2 separate regions of the Sus scrofa genome follow, and region 1 is linked to region 2. The links are chromatin contacts, called in public HiChIP or PLAC-seq maps. All regions are on one chromosome and are shown on one strand. Each heading gives the region's core, a stretch centred on a gene start, on an enhancer-like site or on the middle of the called end of the contact. The rest is flanking DNA. Distances are from core to core; before and after follow the strand shown.

Region 1 (7,630 bases), core at 4,868-7,367, 220 kb before region 2:
GTAGGCCGGTGGCTACAGCTCCGATTAGACCCCTAGCCTGGGAACCTCCATGTGCCGCGGGAGCGGCCCAAGAAATGGCAAAAAGACAAAAAAAAAAAAAACAAAAAAACCCCAAAAACAATCATCAATATATTCCAATGGTAAAAAGTAGTTCCAAACAGCACAGAAAGGCAAAACAGCAAAAGCAAAACCCCCATCTTTCAAACGTAGCCTTCAAACAGGTGCTTGGGATTCCTTGAAGAATTTTCCTTAACACACCAGCAGACGAGTAATACCTGCATGTACGTACACATATTTACAATGTACACAAACGAAGTCGCTCTCCATGCATGTTCAGCCCTTTGCTTTTTCTCATTCGATGTGTGTTGAGGCCTTTCATTAGCAGGGGCACATGCTTCCGACGGGCTGAACATGCATGGAGCATTTCCGGGATTGTTTTAAGCTGCCCCCTAACGGGCGGGGACTGAGATTTTTTGTCGTTTATAGTGTTTCCTTAAGCACTCCAGCCATGGTCCCCCGACTCCAAGAGCCGATGCAGGCAGGAACTTGCAGCCAGGGGCCAGACGCGGTAGTTGGTGGAACTTAACTCACTCAGCAGTAGCCTCCCCACCCAGCCCTGTCTGCCTGGGGTGGGCGGATGCAGAGATATGCTGCCCCCTTGTGGCCTGGCAAGGGGGCGCCTCTTGCTAATCGGGTGTGTCCCAGTCAGCCAGAATTCTGCCCAAATCCTTAGAGCGAGACCTCAGCTCATGAGCCTGTTCTTGTTGTGAGGGAGGAGAATTTTATTTTTAAACATTTTTAAATGATTTTTATTTTTTCCATTATACTTGGTTTACAGTGTTCTGTCAATTTCTACTTACAGCAAACTGACCCAATCACGCATATAGATATACATTCTTTTTCTCACATTATCCTCCATCATGGTCCATCATAAGTGACTAGATATTGTTCCCTGTGCTATACAGCAGGATCTCATTGCTTATCCACTGCAAATGCAATAGTTTCCCTCTATTAACCCCAGACTCCCCGTCCATCCCGCTCCCTCGCCCAGGGAGGAGAATTTTTGATCCTCGCCCTAATGGCTCACCCGTTCCCGGGGCTGAATCCAACACCCAGCCTTGTCGCTATGGGAACTGGTTGGAACAAGGATGCCTGGCTGCTACTGTGAATTTGGGGAGTCTTTAACAGTGTTTGGGTACCTGGCCTGTGCCTATCTGGATGGTAAAAAGAAGAATCTCCCTTATGATCAAATGGAAAGACTTTGTTGGAGTCAGGGACACCTGGGTCCACCACCGACTTGTGGTCTATTCATCTACCCACCCACCCATCATCCATCCATCCATTCCTTCTTTCAATCATTCAAAATTATTTATTGAGTACCATCCCGTACACCTTGAATGCTAGGCTCTGTGACCTTGGATGAGTTACTTCGCTTCTCTGAGCTTTAGTTTCCACATCTGTAAATTGAACACAATAACATTTAAATCGTGTGGAGTTGTTGGGAGGATTAAATGAAATAATATAGGTGAACCTCTTGGTGCGTGGCATATACTCAGTAAATGATAGTTAGTAGATCCGAGAATTAGAAAATTCCTAATCTTCCGGAAGCTTACATTTTTAGTTAGGGAGACCTGCTATAGGTACACAAAGCAGTCAGGGAGTTTTAACAAACCCAGTGTACGGTAAGACCACTGTGGGGGCTTGTGGTGTGTCCAAACTGTAGGTTGGCAGGCTAAAGCAGTGCAAAGTGAGGGGTGGGCTGGTGTGGGCTTCTTGGAGAGAGAATTCTCTAGTGAGCCTTTGAAAGATCAGGATTGCTTGAGAGAAGATGAGGGTGTGTTGGGACAAAGGGCCTGCACAAGCAAAAATACTTTCTTTCACAAAAGTACCGTGCTGTGGTCGTGCTTGCATCATCAGCCCATTAGCCAGTGCACCCGCCAAAAACCAATGGTGAGTGCCGTCAACACAGCTTATTTCCTGGGACAGTGAACCAGCCTATCCTGGGACCAAGAATCAGTCACAGCCAATTCTTTCTGTCCTCATCAGTCAATCAACCGTTAAATTCATACAGCGACATCACACATCAGTTGTCCCCTGTGAGCCCAGACAGATTTGTTAGATAGATTACAGAGGAAATATCCAGGATTCTGATGTAACCACTGATTTTTGAACCCTTGTCACGTGCCAGGCATCGAGCTGGATTCTTCCTGTGCCTGTGAAGTCAGACTACACCCGTTTTCAGAAGAAGAGACTGAGGGTCAGGGAGGATAAATGACTTGCCTGGGACCACACAGGTAGCGGATGTAGAGTCAAGAGTCCAACCCCGGGCCTCCTTCTCTGGTTTCCCCTGTATCTCCTCTGTCCTTGGCCATAATCTCTCCTGGAATTTAGCTCCAGGTACTAATTGCCTCCCCATAACTGGGTCTTGCATGTTTTTGGCCTGAGGCTCCCTTCCCATCAAGGAGGACACAGTGGCTTGTCCCTAGCCAGAGTAATGGGAGGGAACTCAAGAAAAACCCCAGGGGGCTTTCTTCTATTTAAAAGCCGACCCTGAGTGCAAGCTCTACATTTTATTGTTTTTAATGGAAAAAATTTACTTTTTATTTTTTAGGGCTGCACCTGCGGCATATGGAAATTCCCAGACTAAGGGTTGAATTGGAGCTGCAGCTGCCGGCCTAAGCCACAACCACAGCAACTCGGGATCCCCGAGCCTAGTCTGTGACCTACACCATAGCTCATCACAGCAACAGTGGAGTGAGGTCAAGAATGGAACCCGCATCCTCATGGATACTAGTCAGGTCTGTAACGACAACGGGAACTCCTGAGAGCTCTGAATTTTAATCCCACGGTCTGTAAACTAACTGCACACAGCAACCGATTGTGATAAGTCATGATATCTGAGTGGGTCACAAAGATGTTTTTAATAGTTTGTGATATTTGCTTTAGAGTTCTTTGCTTTTCTTACTAAATACATTTTTAAAAATTGCAGTGCCTTGAGTAAGTCAAAAAAAATGAAGGGACTCCTAACTCCATCAGCCATTCTGACTCAGCATTTCTACATCTAAGAATTAGCCAAGGAGTTCCAGGTGTGGCTCAGTGGGTTAAGAACCCAACTAGTATCCATGAGGATGCAGGTTTGATCCCTGGCCTTGCTCAGTGGATTAAGCATCTGGTGTTGCCTCAAGCTGCTCGGATCCCAGTGTGGCTGTGGCTGTGGCTGTGGCGTAGACTGGCAGCTGCAGCTCCGATTTGACCCTTAGTCTGGAAACTTCCATATGCTGCAGGTGCGGCCCTGAAAAGAAAAAGAGAATTAACCAAAAATGAACATTTCCCCACCCCCCGCTAAACTCCCAAAATTATAGGTAGAAGGATACTCTTGGTGGCACTGCTTGGGTCAGCAAGCAATGCCCTCCTACAGGGGACTATTGTAAAAAATAATGAAACTCTGTAGCACCGTTCACAAGAATACAGTCGCGTACGCTAACATGGAAAGACGTCCAAGAGAGAGGAAATCAAAGAGCTGTGAGCCCGCAGAGAGACCTCTACTCAGTAGTTGGCAACAACCTATGTGGGAAAAGAATCCGAAAAAAATTGGATAGATGTATATGTATATAACTGAATCGCTTTGTTGTTCAGCAGAAGTTATCACAACATGGTACATCAACTCTACTCCAGTAAAATGTAAAAAAAAAAAAAAGAGATAATTATAACGTACCGCCGGTTTCTGGTTCATAAAAAACATACTGTATATCATTTCTGGTTCGATGTATAGAAAGAATTATGCATCAAATTATGTATGGGGATGCGGGGGCGGGGGTGCATTTTCTACTCTTTTAATATTTCTCATTTTAAAATTGTGTGTCGTGGGAGAGGCTGGCGTGCATCCTCTCCTGGTCCAGGCAGGTGGGGAGTCTCCAGTCTGGGAGGTGTGACGTCGAGGCCAGCAGAGACGGGTAGGCAGGCTCCGTTTGTCCTGACACTGCGGCCGGTGTGAGGGGGCGGGCAGAAGGCGGGGGCAGCAGCCGTGCGATGGGCAGGTGGCTGCAGAGGATGGGGCGCGTTTCCTTCTCCCTGCCCCCACAGACCGCTGCCTGCGTGGGGAGGCTCCCTCAGAGAGGAGGAGCCTTAAAGTGATCAGGCTCAGTCCCTGCACCTTTTTATCCAGGCCCCCAATAATTCTACCACGAGGGAATTAACATCCCCCCCCCCTTTCGTCCTTTTGTCTTTTTAGAGCCGCTCCCATGGCATATGGAGGTTCCCAGGCTAGGGGTCCAATCGGAGCTGTAGCCGCTGGCCTGCACCACAGCCACACCAATGCAGGATCCAACCCCCGTCTGCGAGCTACACCACAGCTCATGGCAATGCCGGATCCTTAACCCACTGAGCGAGGCCAGGGATTGAACCTGCAACCTCATGGTTCTTAGTCAGGTTTGTTCACCACTAAGCCACGACAGGAACTCCCCCACATCACTATTTAACAAAGGAGAAAATTGGGGGCCCAGAAAGGGTAAGGAATTTGTCCAAAGTCACGCAGCTATGGGTAGAGCTCAGCCTTGGACTGTGGGTTGACCGTTCTCTCGCTCTCCACTTCTCTCGGTGGAAAGATGCCCCGCAGAGTGAAGAAGCTGCCCGTGACTCAGACCGAATCCCAGTGAGGCCAGAAGTGCAAGTCAGGAACCCTGTTCTGCATCAGAAGAGCAAAGGGGTCCTTCAAAGAGGGCCTTTGTTTGGACGGCATTGGTGTTTTTGAAAAGCTCTGCGTTAGTGGCCAACATTTGAAAATCAAATTTCATGTTAAATTTAGATTTCTGCTTCTCTTGGAAAAAATCAAGTCCTCGTCCCTGTAAGGCAACCCATCGGCTGGCCCGCTGCCTCCTCTAGCCTGGATGTTTTGCTGCCAGGGCCCCGCAATCCCCACCGCTCCATCCTGACGGGTCAGCTTCATTCACTGACTAATGTACAAGCCGGAGAGATAAGAGTTAAGAGCATAGACAAGCTAGAGCAGTTTCGAATTTTACCTCCTGATTGTATGACTTGGACAAGTTAGCAAAACTGCTGCCTTAGTTTACAAACCTGTGAAACGGGAGCAATAATAGTACCTGTCCCAAAGGGCTATTGGGGGAAGCATAAAGGAGTCACATATAAAAGTGGTTGGTGGGATTTCCTGCTATGGCGCAGGGGGTTAATGATCTGTCTTGTTTCTGCCACACTGCCGATTCGACCCCTGGCCTAGCACAGCGGGTTAAGGATTTGGCGTTGCCTCCGCTGTGTTGTAGGTGGCAGACACGGCTTGAATTTGAGACCCCTGGCCCTGGAACTTCCATGTGCCACAGGTGCAGCCAAAAAAGGAAGAAAAAAAAGTGGCCTGGGCTCCTATGGTCAATATCCTATAATAAACCATAATGGAAAAGAATATACAAAAGAATATATGTATTCTTTTATATACATATTCAGATATATATATTCTTTTATGTATATTCTTTGCTTACCTTACTCTACCGCAAAACCTAACACAACTAACACAACATGCAAATCAACTATGCGTCAGCTAAAACAATACTTTTGTAAAAAAATAGAGCCTGGTGCGTTGAAACGTTGTAAAATGTTAGCTATTATTATAATTATTTCTGGGTGTAAATATTTGCATTTTTTTCCCGCTCACAGTGAAAAAGGCTTTTTCTTCTTGAACCCCCACACTCTGTTTCAATCCGATTTCGTGCGTGTGCAGAGAAGGTTCAGAACTTGTCCAAGATGCTGGAAGAAGCCAGACGAGCAAAGGAAGGACCCCACCCTGAACCTGGGCCGCCTCCCGCCCTGGCTGGACCTCTGGGGGCCACCACTCCTGGCCGGGAACCTGAGCTGACCTGGGGAATCACTGAGCAGGCTGTCACTCAGTGTCCCCAACACCCTGGCCTGTCAGGCTGAGCCCAGGTCCTCCTGCTCAGCACCAGACACTTCCAGACCCTGGAGTCGGGAGGCCGCGGAAACAAAGGCCTTTATCTCCCGCGGGCTCTCCTCGGCTCAGCTGGGCTGCTGGGCCCGGCTCTGGACAGCATAAAAAGTCAGGCTCAGATGACAGAGGCAGAATTTAGAGCCCTTTCGGATGGCAGCTGGGATTCAAGCTGTCAGCTGGAGGCAAGTGATCACAGTCGGGCTGGTGGGGACCGTGGTGCGTGCGAGAGGGCAGGGCTGACGCTGTGCAGAGCTCCCAGCCACCCCGGGCCGCCTTCTATTTATAATTCCCCTGATAATAGGGCCCATTCATCCCCTCGGCAGGCCACTAATTGCTCTGGAGCAGAGGGATGACAGCCTAATTATTAACTTCACAAAAATTAAAGTTGGGCCGTGTCAACAGGGTCCATTTGCTGTCACCCAGATGCAATTCGTTGCCCTTCATTGTGGCAAAGGGCAGTTAGAAAAAAACGACAACAACAACAAAAAAACAAACGAACCCCCTGGCCTGGGTCCAGCGCCAGCAGACTTTTATTTTATGGCCTCAAATTATCTTGGGGAGGCTCTGCTTCCAGGAGACAGAATGCCTCTTTCCTCTTGGCCGTAACTGTGGTCAGGCTGCCATAGCTCCCTTGACGGGAGGTGACATCTTGTCCCCGGCAACGTGGGATCTGAGAGGCAGAAGGGACCTTCGTGAGAATACAAACCGCTGGGCCCACTTCGGTCCACGGATATGTTTTCTTTGGCGAGCAGAATGTTTTAAGAAACTTTTTAAAAAATTGAAGCAAAATTCCTACGACAGAAAAGTCACCATTTTATTTATTTATTTATTTTTGGCTTTTTGCCTTTTCTAGGGCCGCTCCTGCGGCATATGGAGGTTCCCAGCCTAGGGGTCGAATCGGAGCTGTAGCCGCTGGCCTACACCAGAGCCACAGCAACGCGGGATCCAAGCCGCGTCTGCAACCCACACCACAGTTCACGGCAACGCCGGATCGTTAACCCACTGAGCAAGGGCAGGGACCGAACCCGCAACCTCATGGTTCCTAGTCGGATTCGTTAACCACTGCGCCACGACAGGAACGCCAAAAATCACCATTTTAGAGTGTACAGTTCAGTGGCATTGAGTACTTCCACGACGTTGGACAATTGTCACCTCCATCGAGTTTTAAAACATTCTGATCACCCCAGAAGGAAACTCCTCTCTCCCTCCCCCCAGACCCTGGCTACCACCACCACCAAGGCTCTTCACCTATTCTGGACGTGTTATATCAACAGAATCCTATGACAGGTGACCCTTTGTGACCGGCTGCCTTCACGTTGCATGAGGTTTTCAAAGTCCATCACGTTGCTGCATGCTCTGGGACTTCATTCTTTTTTAAAGTGCAGAATCATTTTAGTAAGCTTTTGAATTCACTGGTAATAGCCGTCTTGAGCTGTAATCCACATACCATCCAAGCCACCCGCCAAAGCATACAGCTCCGAAGATCTCACAACGGGTCACAGTTCCAGGGGTGTCCAGCCACCAGGGCCACAAACTCAGTTTTCAGCATTGCAAAGTCAGGAGATTGCATGGAAAACCTTGAAAGACCAGAAGACCTGGTATCACGGGGCTAACTTACAGCATGATGAGGCAGTCTGGCCTTCTTGTATGTATGTATGTCTTTTTAGGGTCGCACCC
Region 2 (7,186 bases), core at 2,844-5,343:
CATGTGGGAGAGATTTGGGAGCTCTGTGGAAAGCATGTACTTCTTCCCTTCCCCCTTATTTCTACCTTGAGCACAGACATGGCAGGTCAACCATCGCTGGCATCTTGAAACGAGATGGAAAAGTGGAACAAACTGCAGGGATTGTGGTCCTGACACCTCTGAGCTGCTGAATTATAGCCATAACATTCTACCTCCATCTATATTATGTAAGAAAAACAAACTCCTTCCTGGTGAGGGAGAGGGCTAGCGTGGCAGTTGGGTTGACCAGATGACTGATGCTTTGGGGCAGATACCTGAAAGAGGGCACTGTGGGGTTGGTACAAGTATTCCCACCCACCCTGATCCTTCCCATCCCACAGTAAAAAAATTACTTAAGTCGCTTTAATAGGATTTTCTATTACTTGCAGCCTAAAGTATTCTTAATGGAGAAGCAGGGCTCCAGGTAACCTTTGGAGACCCAGATAAGGAAAACTGGAAAGTAAATTTGGGGTTGGATTTTACTTTCTGACTATGGTGTCTCCTCTCTTTGTGGTTAGAGCTTGGCTGAACCCTTGTGGTTGAACCCTTGGAGAGCAGCAGGGTGTGGTCAGAAAATCTAGATCAGGAATTCTCACTGTGTCACAGACAAGAGAGCAGTGAAGGTCCTTGAGTTCAAAAAGTCATAGCCTTTTGGAGAAGGATGTTCTCTCAGAGAGTGTTCTGAACCCCACCCCTTGCCCCTGTTTCCCCCACACCCACTGCGGAGTTCCTATTCAGCTTTGTCAGATTACTCACCATTTCCTGAACATTCTGTGCCTGGCTTGATCCAACTCCTTGGCTCCAAAGTCCCCATCATCTCCTCTTCCACTTCCCTTTTTGGCTTATCTTTCAAGGTCCCACTTGGTGACCTCTTCTGTCCGGTCCTTCCGACCATCCCCATGCCTTTCCACCCACGCAGGATGCACTGCTCCTTCTGCTGGGTCATCTCAGTGACTCCACTCTGATATCTTTTCCAGCCCTCGTTCATCCAACAAGTGCCTATCCCTTGGCATGAGGCGAGGCACTTAGCACTGGACATTATAATTCACTGTAGACATATTTATGTCACCCACCAGGGTCAGATTTCTTTAAGGACAGGGTCCATTTATCCTGATCATTTATATTATTTCCAGCGCCTAGAATGGTACATAAAGACAGCAACCAGAGTTTGGGTATTCAAGTTTAGTGCTTCTTAAAATGTGTGCTTTGGAACATCAATTTCCAGGGTGATCTTAGGAATTTCACACCGTGGTTAAATAGGTGTGGAGAACGCCAGCCTGTGTGAGATTTCTCAAAGCCTTAACCACATGTGAATCACCGCGAGGGAGACTGAGTATTCAAGGCTTCTCCAGTGGATTTGACTGTGGGATCTCTTTCTCACAGAGAACTTTGAGGGACTAAAATGCTGAGGAATGCATTTTGGAAACCCCAAGTCAGACAACTCCTTTGTTTTGTTTTAAAAGGGAAGCATAATCCAGTGTCTTTCTTAAGGTCTACCACTTGGTTGGAGGCATAGAGGAGAGGCCTACCATGGGTGACCTCAGGGGTTGCCAGACAGACGAGCTCTGAGCTGTGGTTGAAGAGGCAGCAGACTGAGGGGCCAGGAAGACCTGGGCTCCCATCCGGATTTTCCACTTCTTACCTGTGTCACCTAAGCAAACACTCCAAACTCCCTTGGTCTCAGATTTCTCATCTTTAAAATGTAGCTAGTAGTGCCTATCTCCCATGGCACTTGTGATGTCTGAAGGGTCTAGCCTGTGATAAAGGCTTAAAAAATGGTTGCTATGGAAGCCAACAGTTCTCCAGATTTCTTGGGATGTGAGGCAAGATCCTGCCAATATTAGAGGTAAACACTGAAGAATAATCAACAGTACCTTGGGTACACACGCCAATGATACATAGAGATGTAGCCAGGAAGCCTCGCTAGGGGAAAGGTGCGAACTCTCTGGTCCAATATTACCAGTAAGACAAGAGTCTGGTTCATTCTGCAATCCTCCTCCCTGTGCCTGGAGACTGCTGAATAAAACAACATCCTAACATCCTTCAGTCCTTGAAAACAGCTTCTTTCCCCATCCTGGTGGCCATGTTTTCATGGTCCTCCAAGCCCCAGCGTGAGCAGTGGTGCAGCTGGACCTGTGCATTCTCCTCTCCCTCCTCGATCTGCCGTGACCTGACCTCTGTGCATCTCTTTGCCACTTTTCTCCACTCTGTCACTCTCTGCTTTAGTGACACTGACCTTCTGTCACTTCATGGCATCCTGGGGCTCCTCCCTCCCACCTCAGGGCCTTTGCTCATGCTCTTTCCTCTCTCTGGAAGCCTTTCCTTCTCTCTTCCAGTCTAATTTTTCCTTCTGGTCTCATCTCAGATGGCACTCCCTTAAGAGAAGCCTTCCTCCAAACACAGCCACTACTTGTTCCTCCACTGTTATCCGGGCACACCATTTCCTCTGCTTTTTTCTTCATACTAAGCACTGTTAGCAATTACATGTTTATGCGATTTAAAAAAAAATAATCTCTCTCTCCCATTCTAGAAGTCACGCTTTGCTGACTATTGTACCCCTGGAGCCTAAGCAGGGCGGGCTACAGATGCCCATCAAATATTGGGTGAAATGACTGGTGAATGATATACTGTCTGGTTTATTGGGGGGGGGTGGTCTGTGGGTCTCACACTTTTCTGAATGGGATTGTTTCCTTTATGGATCTGGGAGGGATGGGCTAGGAGGTTTGCTGAGCCTGCTTCTTTTAGGAAAAGACTGGTATTTGAGCTTTGGTGTGTGAGTGGCCAGACAGAGGAGCTCAGCAGGAGACCCTGTCTCCAGTGGGCACCCAGCTCTTTTACTCCACAAATGACTTCTTTGGGACTCCCGGGAGAAAATTCCTCTGACCGGGAGTCCCCGTCATGGTTCAGTGGTTAACGAATCTGACTAGGAACCATGAGGTTGCAGGTTCGATCCCTGGCCTTGCTCAGTGGGTTTAGGATCCGGCGTTGCCATGAGCTGTGGTGTAGGTTGCAGACATGGCTCAGATCCGCGTTGCTGTGGCTCTGTTGTAGGCCGGCAGCTGTAGCTCCGATTCGACTCCTAGCCTGGGAACCTCCATATGCCACGAGTGTGGCCCTAGAAATGGCAAAAAGACAAAAAAAAGAAAGAAAAAGAAAATTCCTCTGACCTTCAATAGAGCATTTTCTGATAACCTGACTCTTCAAATTTTGGAAGAACTCATGTCCTGCTTTTTGCTTCACCCACTGGGAAGCTCACATTGAAATCGTTACTGCTTCTTACAATCAAATGATAGCTCCAGACTTGTAGTTTGCATGTCAAAAGCATGCTCAGGATTCATTCTCCTTTCCTACCCCACTTCCTCTGCTTCCGATTTCTTACTGCATTCATTTTGTGTCTTGATGCATGTATGCAGCACTGTCAACCAGGTCAAGTCCTTTCTGCAGTGATTTGTTGCTGTTGTTTTTAATGGAGATGAAATGTGTGTAAAAAAAATGAACCATTTTAAAGTGTACAGTTCGGTTCAGTGGCATATTGTGCCTGCACAATGTTGAGAAGCCACCACCTCTATCTAATTTCAAAACATTTTCATCACTCCCAAAGAAAACCCCATACCCTTTAAGCAGTCACCCCTCCCCATCCCCGCTGTCTCCAGCCCTTTTGTAATCACCAGCCTGCTTTCTGTCTTTGTGGATTTGCCTATTCTGGGTATGTCGTGTAAATGAAATCATACCATCTGTGACAGTTTGTGCCCAGCTTCTCCCACTTTGCATCGTGTTTTAAGGTTCAACCATGGTGTCTGGCTTATCAGTACTTCGTTCCTTTTTATGGTTTGTTTCAGTAGATCGATTAGAAATGTGAATCAGCAAAGGCTGGGGGCCCTTAGTTGCCTCTAACTTGTGTGAGGGGGGGCAAAAAATCTCTCCAGGTCTCTATAGAGTTCACAATAGGGATTCCCACCCAGAAAACCAGTGTACCATAGATGGTCCAATAGAACATTCCAGAGGTCTTGGGACCTGGGCACCAGCTGCTTCTCTCCAGAGATATTTTCCCAGAATAGACAGAGGTGTCAGTCAGCATGAAAATAACCTTGGCAGAAATCCTCATGCCAGAAAGATAGCCACAGACATAAGCGCCAAGGTACATGGTGGCGGCGGGGGGAGGTTCTAAATTAAGTCTTGGGCTGTGAGTTATATTGACTTGGGTCTGGTGAGGCTGACCGGTCAGTTCTGCCCCTTTGGGTGCATGTCCCTGGTTTGGCTAGTAGTGGGTGAGAAGGGCTTTGGGAAGGCCAAGGTGGAAACGCTGCCAAAAAATGCAGTATGGTTTCCAGCACGAAGGCGCTCCATCCAGGCCAGAAATGAATTGAGCAGGAAGAAAGAAAGGGATTTCAGCTTCTTGAATGGGACTTAGAAAAGCAAATGAATGCCTGCTCAGCTAATGGAAAGAGACTTCATTGATCTGTTGATTGATTATTGACATTGGGAGTCAGGAAGAAGTCAGGAGACTCAGAGGAAAATGACTCCAGAGACCACTGTGGGTCCAACCTCATTTCCTTCTGTGATATACCTTGCAGTTCTTCCTCTTTTTAAATCTCCTAACAATGTAAAATAGTGATTTGGGCGCTGGGGAAGGCTTAAGGCCAAGATCAACCTGGGAACAGACTCCAGCCTGTCATCTTGTGTTGTGTTGACTTGGGTACCTACATTTCCTCTCTGACCCTTAGTCTTTACATCTGTGAAATGGGATTACCGTAGCATGGTAATCTCAAAGGACTACTGTGTGTATTAAAACCCATAATATGAGGGAGATGCTTGGCATCGTAAAAGGTGTTCCTTAGTGGCTCGTGCTCATCTTCCTTCTTTGTCTTCCAAATACTTAAGGAAAAACTCAGATCTTTAGGTGAGCATAGCTATGACTGATGCGCTTGAGACCCCAGGGTGGGATTCAGTGAGCAAGCAGAGGGCTAAGATATGGTGAACACTTTGTAGTTGAAAAAGACTTCAAGACCTCAAGTTGCAAGAGACAAAGTAAATCTATGTGAAAAGCAATCTCAGAATAACCCCAAACAGTGTCTCATAAATGTGAGGGGGCTTGTGCCATCCTTGACAGTCAGTTGGTGGCCTCTCCTCTGGAGAGTCTCATCCGAAGCCTTGATGGGCGGATGCCATTCCACAAGGCTCTCCATCCCGGCCGTGACACGTCATGTCAAAATGACCTATTTGTGGGTCTGGGCTTCCCTCCTCCAACCTATTGTGAAAACTGCTTCACACATAAACAGTTTTTAAATTTTATTTTATTTTTATTAGAGTGTAGTTGATTCATAGTATTGTGGCCATTTCTGCTATACAGCATAGTGACCCAATCCTACATATATACCCATTCTTTTTCTCATATCATCTTCCATCATGTTCTATCCCAAGAGGATGGAGATGGTTCCCTGTGCTGTACAGTACGATCTCATTGCTTAACCATGCTAAATGTAGTAGTTTTAATGCTGTAAGTTAGCATTTAATGGGCACTTACTCTATAACAGGGCCTGCACTAAGCTCTTCGTACTGACCATCTCCTTTTTTCATTACAATATCCCCGGAAAGTAGTTACCGTATTCTCCCAAACTAACAGAGGAGGGACAGAAGACTCAGAGGCAGAACATACTTGCCCAAGGTCACAAAAGTAACAAGGAGCAGAACTGCCCTTTGACCCAGGAAGCTGGATTTCAGAGTTCCTCCTTGAAATCACAGACCCACTGGGTCATTGGCCTTTGTCATTCATGCCTATTGGGTGCAGCAGGAAGGGAAGCAGGGACAGCACGGGCCTGACTGGCTCCGAGGAGACACTGTGACATCACTGGCCTTGTGTGCCCTACAAGCCTGGATAACCACAGGAGACCAAGAGACCAAAAGCTGTGGTGGCAACAGGTTGTCATAGGCATGCAGAGCAGCACGAGTGGGCAGCAGAAGTAGGAAGACCAAGGAAGTTTCCATGGATGGGAAACAGCAACCTCAGAGAAAGTGTTGCCACATCACAGGAGTTGGGGCATACAAGCAGTGTGCCAACTCAGCACCTAAGATGTGGGCATGACAGGGAGCAGGAAAGTCACCACCAGTGACTTAGAAAGAAAGCTTGAGAGCAGGGTGCTTGGGAGACGAGGTCATCCCTTGGAGCCACACCTGGATTTGAGAGCTGGGTCAGCCACTTAAGAGACGGGTAACTAAGAAAATCGCCTTTCCTCTCTGGGCCGCAGATTATTCTCCTGGAACCTAAGGATAATAATAGCAGCTACCAGATAGCATATTCCCCAGGATCAGAGAGGATGCACGCTATGGGATAAAGCACGATGCTCCCCCCAGAGAGAAATGTCTGCTCTTATTGTCACTAGGAGTAGCAACAAGAGGTATTAACGTGCATCACTCTTGGGTTTGCCAGATTTCCTTTAAATGGCCTTGCCAGTGTTGCTAAAAATCAAGAGTGCCCATCTCCAAAGTAGAGCTTTGGAATCAGGAGTTCCCACTGTGGCGCAATGGAATCAGCTGCGTCTCTCGAGCACTGGGACACAAGTTGATCCCCAGTCCCACAGAGTGGGTTAAGGATCTGGCGTTGCCACAACTGAGGCATCAGATCTGATCTCTGGAACCAGCCTTGGAGTGGAGGGTGAGGAAAGTTGGGGTGTGTGTGTGTGTGTGTGTGTGTGTGTATTGTCGAGTTGTGGGTAGTTTCAGACATGGCTGAGGAATAATAATGCAGAACAGATCTGCACCAAGTGTGGCGAGGACACAAATGCAGGAATTCCCTCTTGTCAAGGCGTGGAGAAGCATGTGACCTCTGCATGGGCTCTTGGCACATGGTATGAAGTTAGCAGATATAGAAGAGAGAGAAATACTGTCTTGGCTGAGTTTGCCTCATTCAAGGAGCAAAGTGAGAGGGAGCAGAGGCAGCGAGCTTGAAGGAGGTGGCAGGATGCGTGGCTGTAAACATGGCCCTTTCCCAGCTCCAGCCCTAACCAGGGTCTGGCTTCCCATCCCAAGGCCCTCTGGACACTCCGCCACAGTTGGCCCCATCCTCCAGCCATCCCGCTGTGCTCCATTGGCAGCTCTGCGTTGCTCCATCCCACGTACTCCTGCCTGTGGGTCCGCCCCAAGGCCCTGGGGTGGGAGGAGCACACAGGTG

What was found. HiChIP or PLAC-seq counts read pairs in DNA pulled down with a chosen protein or histone mark.
Region 1: an H3K27ac HiChIP or PLAC-seq map of skeletal muscle shows a contact between it and region 2. The contact joins two enhancer-like sites. A contact is called at or near these places in 6 of 47 Hi-C or Micro-C datasets (alveolar macrophages, embryonic fibroblasts, heart right ventricle and 3 more) and 1 of 2 datasets of contacts at active chromatin or transcription factors (skeletal muscle).

The regions. Positions count from the first base shown.
Region 1 is chr16:51,031,763-51,039,392 of Sscrofa11.1, reverse strand. No RefSeq gene overlaps it. Among named protein-coding and RNA genes, the nearest start is that of STC2, 46 kb to the right of the region's middle. Within about 2 kb of position 6,117, at least 17 of the 83 cell types and tissues checked have an H3K27ac peak or open chromatin away from gene starts, as enhancers often do. A contact at or near this core is called in skeletal muscle, where this site is marked.
Region 2 is chr16:50,805,993-50,813,178 of Sscrofa11.1, reverse strand. No RefSeq gene overlaps it. Among named protein-coding and RNA genes, the nearest start is that of BOD1, 75 kb to the right of the region's middle. Within about 2 kb of position 4,093, at least 5 of the 83 cell types and tissues checked have an H3K27ac peak or open chromatin away from gene starts, as enhancers often do. A contact at or near this core is called in skeletal muscle, where this site is marked.